Linked DNA regions of Mus musculus: region 1 is linked to region 2. The links are chromatin contacts, called in public HiChIP or PLAC-seq maps. All regions are on one chromosome and are shown on one strand. Each heading gives the region's core, a stretch centred on a gene start, on an enhancer-like site or on the middle of the called end of the contact. The rest is flanking DNA. Distances are from core to core; before and after follow the strand shown. Region 1 holds the start of 1700067G17Rik (RIKEN cDNA 1700067G17 gene). Region 2 holds the start of Platr5 (pluripotency associated transcript 5).

Region 1 (4,909 bases), core at 1,642-4,141, 260 kb after region 2:
CAAGCTTTCTTGGTGGTTACAATAAAAGTCTCGACCATGTGATTTTCTACTTTGGGTTACCCGAGTCAAAGACACTTCTCAGAAAAAGCAGAAATGCTTGCCAGACTCACTAGGGTAAGTATTTCTGCCTTGTCAATGGCAAGATTTTGGAAATACAGAACAGCTTCACAACCAAGACCATCAAACTTTGTTTGAAGACTGAAGCCTAGCTCTTGAGTAGCTGCTTTAGGGACAGGGCAGGAGAAGAGAGAGGGGAGGGACACACACTCCATCTCACGAAACTCGGAGCAGTGCAAAAAACTGATGTCACATCTTCTACTTCTTTTTCTGTTTCTTATTGGGATGCTAGAGACCAAGCCTCGGGTCTCCCGGACATTAAGCGGCACTACCCTACACCTCAGCTCTCTTTTGACTTTTTCTGGTTCTTAGTCAAGATCTCAGAAAGCTGCCCCAGTTGCCTTCAAATTCCTGGTACATTCAGCCCAGGCAGGCCTTGAACTTGTGATCTTCCTACATCAGCCTCTAAAGTGGCTGAGATGTCAGGTCTCTATCCCAAGGCCTAGCTCTTAACTCCTTATTATAGATAAGGAAAGTGAGGCTCAAAGAGGTCCCATACCTTGCCCAAGGTCACCCCAAGCAGTAGAATCAAGATTCAATATTGCGTGTAGACTATGCTAACCGTTTCCTAAGGCCTTTTCAGTGGGACCAGTTACCAGAAGCAGAATCCCAGAATCCCAGCCTCTGGCTATGTGAACTCGCGGGTGACCTAGAAAATGGAGTACCATGCCAGAGAGAAAAGAAGGCCCCATGAAAGAAACAACAGAAGCCTATCCTCAGAAATGGCCCCCGCTCAGCCCTCAAAGCACCTGATTGGCTCTCCATTCCTCTGATAACTATGATGCCTGAGGAGGCTCATCCCAGAGGCATTAGGACTTCCAAAGCCAGCCAGGGTGAAAAAGGAAGCAGATACAGGGCCCAGGCCACAGTGGAAGAGAGGGCAGCCTCAAAGTAGGTGTCTTTTGTGTTCTGAGAACGGTGGAGTTACATTGGATTCATGGATAGAATATGGCAGAAAGTGTCTTCGGGGAGGAACAGGGTGGGAGGTATTATGTGACTTTTTCTGTTCATGTGGGGAGACATGAACCCCAGGTAGGGTACCATCGACAGAGCAGAGAAGCAATTCCACCCAAGCTTTAGGTGGGTGAACCAGTGGGCTTCCTGTGCTTTACTTACAAGAGCATGCTCCTTATAGAAGCATAGATGACTCAAAGCCAGCCCCAGCACGGGACTCGCCAGAGGGGCATCTTTGGAACGCCATGTACAGCTCTGGCTCCTGCAAAGAGTCTCCTCTCTCAAGCAATTTCTAATAGTATATTGCCCCGGGGAGAGCCTTATGAGTCCTGTAACTTTCTCTCTCCATCTAGGAGAGGGTGCATTGAAAGGTCTTTCCTTCAAAGAGAGGGTGCAATTGGGAGGTGACACCTACTACACAAATGGAATCAAGTCAGAATAGAGGTGAGGCCAGGGGACCCAATGTGGTATTCAGAAAATCAGAGCCTAAATCAGAGATTAGCACGCTCTGTAGACAGAGTGGGGGACTGGGCACTGGACTAAAATTAACAGGCAGAGGAGAGCACCTGGCAGGAAGCCCCCACTCCAAGACACCTTTAGCATAGCCAAAATTACCTCAAAAACACAGAGGATCTCCCTAGCACTGCGCCTGGTCAGCCAGACAAGGTCAGACAGGCATCCCAGAAAACATGTGGAAAACACTGACCAATCAGCACCGACTGGAGGAGAAACAAGAAAAATAAGTTGAAATCTACCATAACCAGAAAACACACTAAGGATCTAGCAATAACAATAGAGGTGCTTTATTAAGAAAATATGTTTCTCCTGGCTGTGAGTTCAGGATATGATGATCTAGGGAGGGTTGTATCAGGGAATAAAATGGAAACCAGAAGAGGAGACCTGGTATGGACCTTCAGCCTATGGGCAAACACAGTTGAGTGCACACCTCATGTATATACCATATACAGACACACATAAAATCAAATTGAAAGGTTTAATTAGATTCCATATATAAAAACGAAGTGAAGGCAAAAGCTTAATTCTCAGGCACAGACAGACTCTCTGGAGGATAGGGAGGAAATAGTTAAAGGAGGGGGGTTGGAGGGGAAGACAGCAGGTAAACAGGCTATTGTATGCTCTGAAAACGCCTTCTCAGCCATCACACACCTGCTCAGGATCAGCACAGGCAGCCGTTAAACTTGGACCATTTTGGAGAGAAACACAAGGGAGCCAACTACCGTCCCCTCCCAGACCTCCAATTAAGCGTGGCATCTGCTGAGTCATGAGGTCAGAGCACTCCTCCAAGCAAAAGTGCAGACACCGCCCAAAGTACCTGCGTGCCTGGGAGCTGTGGAAACTAGGAGAGGCACGGGGCGGTTTCTGTGACCAAGCCTGGGCAGGATATAAAAACTCAGCACAGAAGCAGGTCTAACGCGCAGGCAAGGAAGCTTCTGGAAGCCGGATAGGAAAGACATTTCTCCGAGTTGCATTAAGGAAAAACCAACCCCTACCCTCACCCTTGCCCCTGTCTGTCTCTGTCTCTCTAATTTCTGACAATAAAACATTTTCTCTGATTCGACAAGTTTTCTCCCTTCTTTACAGTTCTGCCTGGCTTTCTTTTGCTATGATAAAAACCAAAACTAAAAGCAACTTGGAAGTGAAAGGGTCTGTTCCCCTTACCTCTCTGCGGTTCCCAGTTTTGCTTCTGATTTCAAAGCGGTTACTCCACCCCCAACCTGAAACTCAGTGTTCCGATGTTCCTTCTCTGTTCCTGAATAAGGAAGCCTCGTGGTGCCAAGTCTAGGTGTGGACTCTTAACTGAGGCCATTTTGTTCTAGTGACCCTGGAGGGCGAACTCCATCTTTAACTCAAAAAACATCTGTCTTTCTTCGTCTCCCTTTTGGTTTCGACCTCCTGAAGTGCACGAGGTCTCCCCCTCTCCGGGCTGCTCACACCTCTTCCCTTCCTTTCCCCTCCATCTCTTTTTCAGACCATTGGCTTCTATCTCAGTAGCGGGGATGTTTCTCAGGCTCCTGGTCTACTCAGCCAGCAGCGCTCCATTTCTTCAGCATCAGATATGGTACTCACTGCCTTCCCATGCCCACGGTCCTCAACTCCAGCTCCTTGGCGGCTTTCCCACTCAGGAACCCTCTGTGGGTTCCCTCCCCTCCTCAGCAAACACTCTTGTTTTTTGTTTTTTGTTTTTTGTTTTTTCTGAAATTGCAGGTGACTTTCTATCCCTAATTCTTAGAGGCAGCAGGCTCTGGTGGTTCACTGTCAAGAAACTAGATGGATTCTGACACATGTGATCTAAGTTCCTTCCTTTAAGTGCCTTCTGGACTCCGTGAAATTTAAAGGCAAGTAAAACAAATAAATTTTCCCAGGCCACCTCAGACATATGTATCCTGTAGAGACCAGTGAGGGAGATGGAGCCTCGCTATAGTGACCCAGGGCATCGTCTAATAGAGATTTTTTGTGCTGGATTTCTTCTCACGCCCACAGCCAGCGCTAGAACACAATAACCAAAATATCTTGATTCATCCAAAAATAATCTTCACCTCAAAAGCCATTTTTAATTGGCAGATAAAATTGTATAAATTATCATGTACTGCATGCCATTCCAAAGTATATACACATTGTGCAATGAATAATTTGGTTAATTAATGTATGTGTTGTTTTGCATAGTTAGTATTTGAAGTGAGACTATATAAACTCTTAGCATTTTCTGAGAACATAATATGTATATTAACTATTACTATACTGGTGCTGTAGCGTGTGGTAAGTCTCTTGAAGTTACTCTTTATGTCCAATCATGTTTGTCTTCCTCCACTGACACTCCCCAAAGTTCCTCCTTCAACAATCCAGTCACCGTTCTACTCTTTCTCTGTCTCTCTCTGTCTCTGTCTCTCTCTATATGTGTGTGCATGTGCGTGTGTGTGTGTGTGTGTGTGTGTATTGAACTCATATTTTTTAGATTCCACACATCACTGAGGTCATGATGTATTTGCCTTTCTTTGTCTAACCTCTTCATATACCATAATGTCAGGTTCATTTAAATTGTCTCAAATGTTAGGATTGCCTTTCTTAGGGCTGAATAGTATATTCAATTGTGTATATATGTCCTGTTTTCCTTATGCATATTGCATTGATGGACACAGGTTGGTTGCACAACCAGTGTGAATAGTGAACAGTACTGCAGTGACCTCTCTCTCTCTCTCTCTCTCTCTCTCTTTCTCTCTCTCTCTCTTTCTCTCTCTCTCTGGGTGTGTGTGTGTCTGTGTGTGTGTGTGTGTGTTATTAATAGATGATATGATGGTTCTATATTTCGTTTTCTAGGGATAATTTCCCAATGCAAAATTATCTTAACTTATGAAAAGCAACTAATGAATATAATACTATGTTTCTTTACTGTAAGGGAAAGACCTGCACACTTTTGTATAAGTTGCTTTTTCTGTTTTCATCTGATGTCATATGTCCTAGTCAACTTTAATTGTCCAAACTTGACATAGCCTAGAGTCACCAGAGGTAGGAGACTCAACTGTTCCAATCAGGGATATTGTACTTGCTTGCAAGCATATCTGTGGAGGATTGTCTTGATTGCTAATTGGCTCACTGTGGGTAGCACCATTCCCTAGGCAGATGGTCCTGGGCTGTACAAGAAAGCTAGCTAAGCACAGCCTGCTGATGAACCAGCAAGCAGCAGCCCTCCATGGTTTCTGCTTCAAGTTCATGCTTGAGTTCTCACCCTGACTTCCTTTAATGATGGACTGAGGTCTGGAAATGTAAGTCGAATAAAACCTTCCTACTCTAAGCTGCTAAAGAATGCAACTAAAACAGC
Region 2 (5,106 bases), core at 1,084-3,583:
TCTTGAGGACTGGCAGAGTGCTGCATCTGCCGGGTTAGGGTTAGCACCGGCTCTGTGAGGCCATCTGCATCCGTGGGAGGGGGAGGGGGGTCTGCACAGAGTGCTGAATGCTGTTCTGCAAGTCTGTAGAAGAGAATGGGGCTGATTATATTTAAATCAATGAGTAGGGCCAGCATCTTGGTTTTTGAATAACTTATTTTATTCTGAAAATTAAAATATAATTACATAATTTATCCCTCCTTCAGCCATCCTCATTCTTCACTCTCAAATTCATAGCCCTTTTCTTGAAATATTACTGATGTGTGTGTGTGTGTGTGTGCATAAATATATAAATTCATCCAGCTGTGCTCATTCAATGTCAGTTGTGTGAATATGATTTTAGGACTGACCATATCACACTGGATAACCAGTTGGGGGCTCATCACCGAGGAAAACTAATTTCCCTTCTCTATCAGGCGTTAGCTGCATGTAGCACTTACCTAGGGGTGGGGCCCTGTAACATGCCCCCTTTCTATGCTGGTATGGCTGTTGGCACTATACTTATTCACGTCTTGTTTAGGCAGCCATACTATTGAGGTATCATGCGTGAAGCTTCCCTATCAGTTCTAGGAGACATAATCGTCGTCGTCGTCATCCCCCCCCCTGCAGAATTCTTAGCCCTCTGGTTCTTAACAATCTTTCTGCCCCCTCTTCTACAATGTTCCGCAGGCACAGGAGTTATGCTGTAGATGTAGCCATCGGCTCGGGGTTACCCACAATGGATTAGTTGTTCTCTGCATTTTGACTAGTTGTGACTTTATGCAATGGTCTCTGTCTGCTGCCAAGAGAGGCTTCTTGGATGAGGAGGGGTGAGAACTTATCCGTGGGTATAAGGGTAAGCATTTAGGAATTATACCGGTTTAGTGTTTTATTTCTTAATTCTGCTTTAACTTAAGCTGGCTAAGAACAGCCACAATCATCTGAGAAATCTCTCTCTCTCTCTCTCTCTCTCTCTCTCTCTTGCAGTCATGGCTCATGGCTGTTAATAGCAACCATAACTTTTCCATCTCGAGAGTTTTACCAATAACAAGATGTCAGACTTCTGGGAGCAATAAAAACCAACAGATTCGGTGAGGATGCTCCCAACTGCTTCTCCTGGGTGCTTCTTCATTTTCACAAGACACACCCCAGCAAGGCCAAACTTGCCCAGGATGGATCAGCCTTCAGAAATTAGGGGGTGCTGGGGAGAGGGCTTAGGGGTAAAGAAGTTTTCTTGGTCTTCAGCCCTAGAGCTCACGCAAAAGCCAGGGTGGGGGCCTGTGCTTGCAATCCTAACACTGTAGAGGCAGAGACAAGCTGATCCTGGACCCTCCTTGGCCAGCAAGCCTAACACCTGGTGGGTTCCAGGCCAGTAAGAGACCCTGTCTCACAAGTGTGATGAATGGTGCTTGAGAAATGACATCCAGGGCTGATTCTCTGACCTTAAATGGATATCATATAGCTGTGTGTGTGTGTGTGTGTGTGTGTGTGTGTGTGTGTGTGTGTGTGTGTGTGAGTGGGGAAGTGGGTGAGCAGAGACAGTCCTTGCAAAACAAGTGGGGATCAGAAAGTAAATTATGTCCTTAATTACACTTGGAAATATTTAGTCAGGTGTGTTAGTACACACCTTTAATGCCAGCACTTGGGAGGCAGATGTAAGGGCATCTAAGTGAGTTTGAGGCCATCCTGGTCTACAGAGTGAGTTCTGGGGTAGCCAGAGCTACATAATAAAGAGATTCTGTCTCAACAAAAACCCAACCAACCAACCAAACAAACAATTGGAAATTGTTTTTAAATTGTTTATTAAAGAAGAAAATCACATCCCACTTTCCATAGCTACTCAAGAACCCAACACAAACACATACCCAACAGAGAACCTAAGCTCAGACAGCATGAGCAGCCGTGCCTTGGCAAGCTGGGCAGGAACGTTCATTCACACAGAGATGCTCTAGGGACTTAATCAGTATCCCAGGCCTTGTGCAGAATGCACACCTTGATGCCTTCCCCCACGGCCCTGCAGATTTGCCAGACTAGAATTCCACCTTCAGTTCATCTGCTGGGCTCTAACTCACCAGAGACTCTATTTCCAGGTGAATTGTGTGACTTGACTATTCCTCTCAGAACCTGGCAGGTATCCTTCAGGGCCGGCAAGGGTGAGGTTCTCCCCCAAACTCTTTATAAAGTATCTATTTTGATGTTCTCCTGGAGGGTCACTGTGGTGGTTTGAATATGCTTAACCCAGGGAGTGGTGCTATTGGGAGGTGTGGTCTTGTTGCAGTAGGTGTGGCCTTATTGGAGGAAGTGAGTCACTGTGAGGGTGGGCTTTGAAACCCTCCTGCTAGCCACATGGCATCCAGTCGGCTCCTGGATTCCTTTGGATGAAGGTGTAGTAGAACTCTCAGCTCCTCCTGCACCATGCCTGCTTGGAAGCTGCCATGCTTTCCGCCTTGATGATACTGGACTGAACCTTTGAACCTGTAAGCCAGCCCCAATTAAATGTTCTTTTTAGGAGTTGCCTTGGTCATGGTGTCTGTTCACAGCAGTGGAAACCCTAATTCAGACAGTAACCTAGCAGCCTCCCCTGACTCTAAACAACATGATGGGCTGACAGATAATGTCTTTCTCGCTGGAGGTCTTGGCCACCCCCAAACCCAGCTGAAGAGGGAATTGGTCTGGAGCAAAGCCTGTGAGCCAAAGGTGTGTGTGCTGATCCGAGGTAAGAGGAAATAAACATGGAGCCATGTTTTTCTTTTCTCCCAGACGGGTAAGAGAGAGTCTAGGCTCAGTCCTAAGCCAGGCATGGCCGCCAGCCACCATAATTCCCAGGCTGAACCATGGAAAAGTAAATCTTATGCCCCAGTCCAGCTAATTCTTAATAAAAAGGGAGGAACTGTGCCCTCCCTTAGCCTTGTGTGGGCTGAATCAGACCTTGTCTGCCACAGTTGGTTATCTCCCCTAGGATGGAGTCTTCTGACCGAGGTGAAGTCTATTGTCCTGCCACATCTGCAGCTTCCTGCAAGAAGCCACCACCTGCTGAGCAGCTGAGCTTGCTTTCCTGACGAGATGCTGACAAAGCAGGAAGGAGATCCTGGCAAAGAGGGGGATGGATTTCCCCCCCTTTAAAAATTCAGACTCAAGAATTAAAGTTGAACCTTGATCAGAGAACTTGGTCTTGGCTCCTTATTTCTCTTGCTGTCCTTCCCATCCATCGCCAGCTTTCTTTTCAGGAACCCAGTACCCCGTGGCTGCTGTCGGCTACAGTCTCACTCTCTCCATCCTCCTTGGGAGATTCATCTTGTCCCTGTTTCCTAAGCCCCTGTAAGAAGTAGTTGTAAATTTTCTTACAAACCTAATTTTCTGCCCGGAGATCATAGCAACTTATCTGTTTCTCAGTCCTGCCTGTTTTAAAATCAGCTTTCCCCAATACTCCTGTGGTTCCAATCTGTGGGCAGTAATTTGACACTAACCACAAAGAGCCAGTGTCCCTCTCCCCCACCCCCGCCCCCATGATAAACTTATATCTCAGGAAAAAATAAACAAACAAAAGCAAAACAAAACAAAAAAAAAACCCAAACTTTACATGGTCAAAGAGTTACATAACATTTAATTATCAACTTTCTTGAAATTAAGAGAGGAGCTGTTGGAAAGCGAGCTACCGGCCAGCAGGAGTGATGACTATTGGCTCAGGAGGGTTAACTGCTGAGCCAGACACTGCTTTCAATGCCTTTTGGTGGGCAAAATAAAGATAGTTCTCAGTAGCTACCTTCAGTGAGAAATGAAGACAGACCTGTGCTCAAGGCACAGAAAAGGAAGACAGAACTAACTCTCCACAATCTTATCTATCCTCAGGAGAGGGGACATGGCAGAGCTGGGGTGTGGGGATTTCAGGGCCAGGTCCCACTCTAACCATTTGGCCGCATGATATGTTTGCTGTGCAGGATGTGTGAAAGCCAGAGGCAGAGGTACTTGTCACTGTCGTCAGGAAAAAAATCTACCAAAGACAGAAAAATTATCTGGAGGCTCCAGCGCACTTGCCCTGCTTCAGACACAAACATAATCAGTTACTCCCGCTATTGTGTCCAAAATGATACCGGGATGTATATGTCTTAATTCTCAGAAAATTAAGCATTCGACTGTTGAAGCCACATGACTTCTCTCACACAAATTAGATTTCCTCCACCCCAGGGATTCTGACCCATAGCGTTGTCACTTCCGCCAGGGCCACAAGGGGGTGCTGTGGACGACCAGCCCGAGTTGATGGAAGGAGGCCCATTCACTTCCCCTGTAGGAGCCAGAGCCACACTGTGACATTTCAGTCAGTTTAACACCACTCAGCAACATTTCCAACCACTCTGAGGGTGTGAGCCTCCGGGCTCCACTGAGTATAAAAGCTCCCCTCAAAAGGGACATGAGAGCCAAACATGTGTTCCTAATGGGCACACCAGGGGTGACAAGGGCTCTATTCCATTGCTAGGACAACCCTGCTCCCGGGCTGGCGAACCAGGCCCACCCATCAGTCCATCCATCCCATGGTTCACTACAACTCCAGGCGAAGCCTCATCGGGTGCTAGTAAAAAGAAATCTCTATGCTTTCCTTGGAAGAATAAGTCAAGTCCCTCTCCACTGCCGGTTACATTGCTCTTCACTGGATTGTGTGCGGCTAAGGCTAAAAGGAAGACTCCATCCGCCAAGGCCCACAGTGAGAGAGTGCGCTCCACTTCCTGAAGAGTGGGAGGTGTTTGGCTGCAGTCTCCAGCGGGTTTCAGAATCCTGTCTAACCATCCGTTTTCATTACAAACCCCCTCCTTTGAGTCAGAGAAATTACAGCTCACAGACTTGGCTAATTTACATGCTTCCCAATTATATACCTTGATGCAAACAAGAGAATTCAAGCGTTTAGTAGCAACAATGGCTGAAGACTGGAATAAGCCAAGCCCCTTAATCATCATCAGGGGGATTCTGACTTGTAGGCTGACACAAACAAAGGAAGACGTCCAGGCTGGGTGGTTGGAGCTGGAAGTCTTTGGAATCTTTTTTCTTTTCTTTTCCTCTTTTCTTTCTGTTTTTCCCACATTCTTGGAGCTAGCA

What was found. HiChIP or PLAC-seq counts read pairs in DNA pulled down with a chosen protein or histone mark.
Region 1: an H3K27ac HiChIP or PLAC-seq map of embryonic stem cells shows a contact between it and region 2, with 8 times the contacts expected there. The contact joins the promoter of 1700067G17Rik here to the promoter of Platr5 in region 2. A contact is called at or near these places in 3 of 39 promoter capture datasets (the 3T3-L1 cell line, embryonic stem cells and liver), 1 of 15 datasets of contacts at CTCF or cohesin (embryonic stem cells), 10 of 484 Hi-C or Micro-C datasets (the AML12 cell line, the AtT-20 cell line, cerebellum and 4 more), 5 of 115 datasets of contacts at active chromatin or transcription factors (embryonic basal ganglia, embryonic stem cells and fibro-adipogenic progenitors) and 1 of 9 other capture datasets (embryonic stem cells).

What each region holds. Positions count from the first base shown.
Region 1 is chr1:89,013,222-89,018,130 of GRCm38.p6, forward strand. It overlaps 1700067G17Rik (RIKEN cDNA 1700067G17 gene), which reads left to right and starts at 2,892. Exons shown (of 3, transcript NR_040471.1): 1 at 2,892-3,151; 2 at 3,325-3,428. Gm34194 (a long non-coding RNA gene) reads right to left here and starts at 2,957. Exons shown (of 9, transcript XR_003947921.1): 1 at 2,752-2,957.
Region 2 is chr1:88,752,557-88,757,662 of GRCm38.p6, forward strand. Platr5 (pluripotency associated transcript 5) reads left to right here and starts at 2,334. Exons shown (of 3, transcript NR_040493.1): 1 at 2,334-2,402; 2 at 2,528-2,734; 3 at 2,978-3,177.